Regions from separate parts of the Mus musculus genome. Here region 2 is linked to region 1. The links are chromatin contacts, called in public Hi-C maps. All regions are on one chromosome and are shown on one strand. The core of a region is the stretch at or near the end of the contact, and the rest is flanking DNA. Distances in the headings are between cores, read along the strand shown. Region 1 has its middle 170 kb from the start of Gm51564. Region 2 has its middle 18 kb from the start of 9130214F15Rik.

Region 1 (2,938 bases), core at 244-2,743:
AGTGTGCATCTGGCCACCACCATCCTGGGATTCTCCACTTAGAGAAGCTCTCTGCTCTTGTTGCTGGGTTTGAACAAAGTTCCTCTGGCTTGGGTTGACACCCACCTGAAGATGTATCTGGGGAACACAGAAGCAGGGGTGCAGTAAAGAAAAGACTTTGCTGAGTGGCTCATTATGTGAGTAGGACTCTATGAGGATCCCATTGTGCCTTTCGTGGGCACAGTTGGGTGATATGGCGTGTCAAAGGCTTAACACGCTCTCTCCTTCACATGCACAGAGGACTCCACATTGATCTCCAGCATGTGCAAGCCGTTATCCAAATCAGCAGTGTCAGAAAAAAGCTGCTGCCACCCCACTCCACCCCACCCCCTTTTCCAATCCATGTCCACTTCCTATGCTCCAAGCATTTCTTTGTTAGTTTGTTACATAAAGACGTTAAATGGGCTGTACCTAGATACTAATTATTCCATTATTGGCTACTATTGTGGCTTCAGAGAATAATTCTTTCTAAGTCCCCCAACTCTATCTATATTTTTAGAAAGACCTAAGATTAATACCTTCTGCACCAGGTTGCAATAAAAAGGGTAGTTCCAGAATGAAATGATATTGTAAATGCTTGGGGGTCCCAATGACCACCAGAGTTACCACCATCAGAACCTCCTAAAATGGGCAGCAGAAATCATCTCCCTACAATTTCCCATAATAACATTACAGCTGGTGTGGGAGATTTTTTATTGCTACTTCATTCCGGACAATAAGAGAGCAGGGTGCCACATTTCATAAACCCTGTTTACCATCAGTCATTCTTAAATCTTCTATTCCGTTTGGGCATGAGTAGACTGTATAAAGACCACTCTTACATCTTTGTAAGATGGCACCAAGCATCTTTGACTCTCTTGTTCCATCCATCACCTTTGTATCCTATGTGTCCCCTATTCTCCAAGACCCATGCACAGGTTTATATTTTGGGTTCCTTAGGTCTCAGGTGTGAACAACTGAGGTGTTGAACGGCCCTCCCCCCATGGGTCTCCTAGAAATTCAGCTTTCTAAAGTTTCTAGGAAGAACCACACCCACATTCTTTAGGATTTTGAAGCAAAGAAAGAAATATTATTCATAAGAAAAATCTCAGCTGTGGCTCATCTTCTAAAATAGTTCTGCCATGCTGTCAGCTGAACTACATGTTGGTCGGCTTCTGGACAAATGCCATTGTTTTATGGTACACTGCTTACCATACAAGACACATGGCCATGCCCCAAGTGAAGGATCAAAAAAAATGCATTTGGGCTGTTAGAATATGAGTCTTGCATCAACACATCATTGTGTCCATTTGTACAATTTCACAGTTTATTGATGATCCAAGTGGCCCTGAACACTCTTGTAAAGAAAATGTAAAAACCCAATTTTTAGGGCAGGTTGAAATGAGTCATGCAAAAAGAAAAGAAGGGAGGGAGAAGGGAGACTCATATCTTTAGTCATGGCCCAGATCTGAGCCAGTAGCTATGAAGTAAACAGGCACATGGCCTGATTCCTGTTGTGGTTCCAGATCCTCTGAGTTACACGGTATGCAGCTTTTTCTCTGTAGATTTTTTTTTTTAATCTTCAAAATAGGGAGAGTTACACCCATTTATAAGATGAAGGTGTGTAGATTAATACACTTAGGCCATCCCTGAGCAGCTCACAAGGAATGTTACATGAGCATTCCCAGGGATCTGTTGTGTGAAATAACATGTGTTTATCCCTCAGGTTTTGTAATAGATGGCAGCTTGTCCTAAAGACAGGTGGCCTGACACTGGGCAAGTGCCATGTTCTTCTCTTCCTCCTCCAACCAGTGTCCCTCTAGTCCTGCCTGTCTGAACTACAGTTTCCAGTGCTGTGATGAAACACCACAACCAAAAGCAAGTTGAGGGTGGAAAAGGTTTATTTGGCTTACACTTCCACATTGTAGTCTATCACTGAAGGAAGCCAAGGCAGGAACTCACAGACAGGGCAGGGACCCAAAGGCAGGAGTTGATGCAGAGGCAATGGAGGATGCTGCTTACTGGCTTGTTTTTCGTAGATTATTCAGCCTGCTTATTATAGAACTCAAGACTACCAGCCCAGGGATGGCACTATACACCTCCCCAATCACTAATTAAGAAAATGTCCTACAGGCTTGCCTAGAGCTGGATCTGACTGAGGCATTTTCTCAGTTGAGAGTCCCTCATTTCAGATGACTTTAGTGTATATTCAGTTGATGTAAAACTGTCCAGTACAACTGACCCCTTGCCAGCTTGACACACAGACACATCACCGTTAAGCCACATTTTTCCTTTTCTTGTTCATCCTCAACATCACATATTGATAAAGATATAACAATATAAAACATTTTACAAACTTAAAATGCCCCATAGCCTTACAAATTCAAACACTTTAAATCTTTAATAAAAATATCTAGTCTCAGTCGGGCATGGTGACACATGCCTTTAATCCCAGCACTCAGGAGGCAGAGGCAAGTGGATCTCTGAGTTCAAGGTCAGTCTGGTCTACAAAATGAGTTTAGGACAGCCAAGGCTCTGAGAAGACAGAGAAATCATGTCTTGAAAAACCAAAATAAATAAATAAATAAATAAATAAATAAATAAACAAATAAATAAATAATAAAAACCTGCCAAAACCCAAAACAACAAACAAACAAACAAACAAATCTCAACTATGGGCTCCTGTAAAATAAAAAATAAGTTAAAGAGTTTACCTCAAGAGGGAAGAACAACCAGGGCACAGTCACAAACTGCACAAAGCAAAACCAAATTCTAACTGTAAATAATTCAATGAGCAATATCTGAAATTCAGTCACAATTTTCTGGGCTCCTTTAGGAAGCATGAGTCACGTCTCCAGCTCTGGCCTTGGTAGCACCCACAGCTTGTCTTCAAGGATATGGCTTCACTTTACAGCTGCTG
Region 2 (2,938 bases), core at 138-2,637, 310 kb before region 1:
CTCATGGCGGTTGATGAGTTTGGGGGTGTCTGCTCCTCCTCACGGATCAAGGCTATGGAAGTACTCAATATCTGTTTACTCTCCAGGCAGTGGGGGAAAATTACGGGAAGGGCGATCATTTCTGTTTTGAAGAGACTTCCAAGAAGACCTCTTTGTATGTTGTTTGCTTCGCCGTCGTCTCTTACTCTTGTAGACTCCATGGTCACCAGGGAGACTTCTAAGTGTAATTATTAAAGAGAACAGACATACACTAGGCAAAATGTTAGGGGTTTTAAAAAAGTGTGCCTGTGTTTTTGTGTGTGTGAACGTTGGATGACAAAACCTATTTATTCTTTTTCTTCTAAGTTTTTAAACATTTAAATTATATACGTGTGTATCTCTGGGGATGGGGTATGCACACACGAGTGCAGGTGTCTGCTGCTGCCAGAGATGTCGTCTGGGTCTGGAGCCACAGGCAGCTGCCACAGGGAAATCCCTGAGCCATCCGTCTCTCCAGTCCTCCATTTTCAATTCATCTTCCTGTCCTCTTTCTCCCCTTCCTTCCCCTCCTTTTGTTTTATAAAACAGGGTCTCCCTCAATATGTAGCCTGGGCTAGCCTCAAACTCAAAATCCTCCTGCCTTAGCTTCTCAAGAGCTTGAATTGCAAGTACCTGTTGCTATGCCCTGCTCTACATAGTTCTTAGGTAGTTCAGTTTTCTCAGTGCCCTTCATATTTTTCAGCCCGTCTACTCAGATAGGAGTCTAAAGCACACAGTGTTGTGTAAGAGGCCGGCAGCGGATGAAGCCATTAACACCACCTTCTGGATTTGCATTTTGATAAGATTGAAAACTAAGTGTGGTTGTTATGCTCCACTAATGGAATTTCAAGACAGCATGGGGGGGGGGGGTGTGGAGTCCCAGTGCTCGCCAGTGCACACTAAGGGTTGTGAGCCTGCAGCTGTGCCAATGCGGAAACCTGTCCTACCAGAACAGCTGCGGTCAAAATGAGCAGAGTCCCACCAATTCTGCCCGCGTCAATGAATTTCTTAATGGCTTGCTCTACTTAGAGTCTCATCACACTGCCAACATGCAGATGCAGACACAGAGAACTTTGTTTCAGCTCCTAGTTGGAGAGGGTCATAGCTTGTGGTGAGTTCTTGCCAGCTGTAGTCAGCACACTGGTAGATCAGAGAACACAAAACCGGGCCCAGGCTAGACCCTTCAAAGGCTCCCCCTCAGTGACCTACGCTGACCAGACAGGCCCCACCCCTTAAAGGCTCCACAGGCCCCACCCCCACACTCCAGCTGGGGAACATGAAAACCATTTGGTGGGGACAGCTCATACTCAGTCACCACAGGGAAGCAGTCCCATTTGCAGCGTGGTACTCACACTCTGACCTCACAGGAAGACGTGGTGGGCATGGGTGCTCTGGCCACTCTCAGGGTTCCTGAGTCAGCGAGCCCCGAGTTCAGCCTGGAGACTGCTTTTCCAACTAGTTCCCACGTCATGTCGTCATCATCTCGGTCTGAGAGCCCTTAGCTCATGGGGGCTCCTTTGTTTTGCTTGCTCTCCAGAACACTGTGGACGAACTCCTATGATTCATCTCTCACGTTTAATGAACGGGTTTTGCTTTTTGAAGAAGGGGAAGACTTTAGTCATGTTTTATCATCAAAATCTATGGTCTTGGTTGTTTAGCTCCTGTCCTTTTTTTCTGTCTGAAAATGCTTCGAGATGTTTATGATAATAACGAGAGGAGGCTGGAGGTCAACTCTGAGTATCAGTCTTCCGGGATCATCTGCTTTGGATTGGAAACAGGCTCTCTCACTTGGCCTGGGAATGGCCATTTAGATTAGGCCGGCTGGCCAGTGAATGCTGGAGACCTGCTGGTCTCTGTTTATGAGTGACTGCCAGACGCACCAGTCTCTTTATGTGGATTCTGGGAGAGAACTCAGGTTTTTCTGCTTACATGGCAGGCGCTCAGCTCCAACTTTACCATGACTGTTGAAATGTAGAAAAACTCAAGAGTTGGGAATGTAGCATGAAAAATGCTTCAGGTTCTGGCTCCAACACTGAAAGAGAGAGAGAGAGATGGGGGTGGGGGGGGGGAGAGAAGGACACACAGAGACAGAGACACAGAGAGAGACAGAGAAGGACATGAAGAGAGAGAGAGACAGACAGACAGAGAGGGACAGAGAAAGACAGAGCGAGAAGAAAGTTCCAGTCTTAGGAAAGAGGTAGTACTATGGGTAAAATGAATAAAACTGTAAAAACTCAAGAAACTGAAGGGACAGATAAACAGGCAATAGAGGGATTGATGCTTTTCTCAAAACGGGAATTTCTCAAGTCAATGGTGACTCTCTGGCACCTCAAAGCAAACTGGTTTGGTGCAGCCAATAAGTGTTACCTTCCAAATATAAAAAGTTAATGAGAAGAGTCAGACTTGGAGATGTTTCATAAAAATCAGGATTCTCCTACAAATAAGTAGAAATTGTACAGTGAAATCTCCATGTTGTCTCTCTGCCTAGCCATAGAGCCTTGGTTTCTTCATCTGTAAGGAGAACGTTCCAAACGAAGCCCAACCTTACACCTAGGCATTTGCTGGCTCACTAGTGGCGTATTCAGAGGCTCACGTCAACGTGGACTCACTCTAATTGCTGCGGTGGTCCTTGGACCTGCAGGCTGGCCTTTGCCCCTTTGCATTAAACGTAAGCAACATCCAAAGACAAATGGGATGACAAAGGATGGAGCAGTTAACCATGTCATAACAAGGACAGTTACACAGAATATGCCTGTGCAACATGCAGTGACATCAAGGTGCCCCCTTCTCAAAACCTAAAACCTACAGCCCCTGAACAGGGGCTCCCGACCTAGCTGCTGAGACAGGGTTGCCCGTTTTCCTAGAGGATTTGGAGCAGCTTTCTGAGATCACGCTATTGTAAACGCCTCCCAGTTCAGCA

Evidence for each region. Hi-C and Micro-C count contacts between places; a contact is called where the count stands out from the background.
Region 2: a contact with region 1 is called in a Hi-C map of muscle stem cells, with 2.6 times the contacts expected there. The contact joins two enhancer-like sites. A contact is called at or near these places in 4 of 484 Hi-C or Micro-C datasets (cerebral cortex, cortical neurons and muscle stem cells).

Annotation. Positions count from the first base shown.
Region 1 is chr8:24,211,271-24,214,208 of GRCm38.p6, reverse strand. No RefSeq gene overlaps it. Among named protein-coding and RNA genes, the nearest start is that of Gm51564, 170 kb to the right of the region's middle. Within about 2 kb of position 1,493, at least 14 of the 459 cell types and tissues checked have an H3K27ac peak or open chromatin away from gene starts, as enhancers often do. A contact at or near this core is called in muscle stem cells, where this site is marked.
Region 2 is chr8:24,519,665-24,522,602 of GRCm38.p6, reverse strand. No RefSeq gene overlaps it. Among named protein-coding and RNA genes, the nearest start is that of 9130214F15Rik, 18 kb to the right of the region's middle. Within about 2 kb of position 1,387, at least 45 of the 459 cell types and tissues checked have an H3K27ac peak or open chromatin away from gene starts, as enhancers often do. A contact at or near this core is called in muscle stem cells, where this site is marked.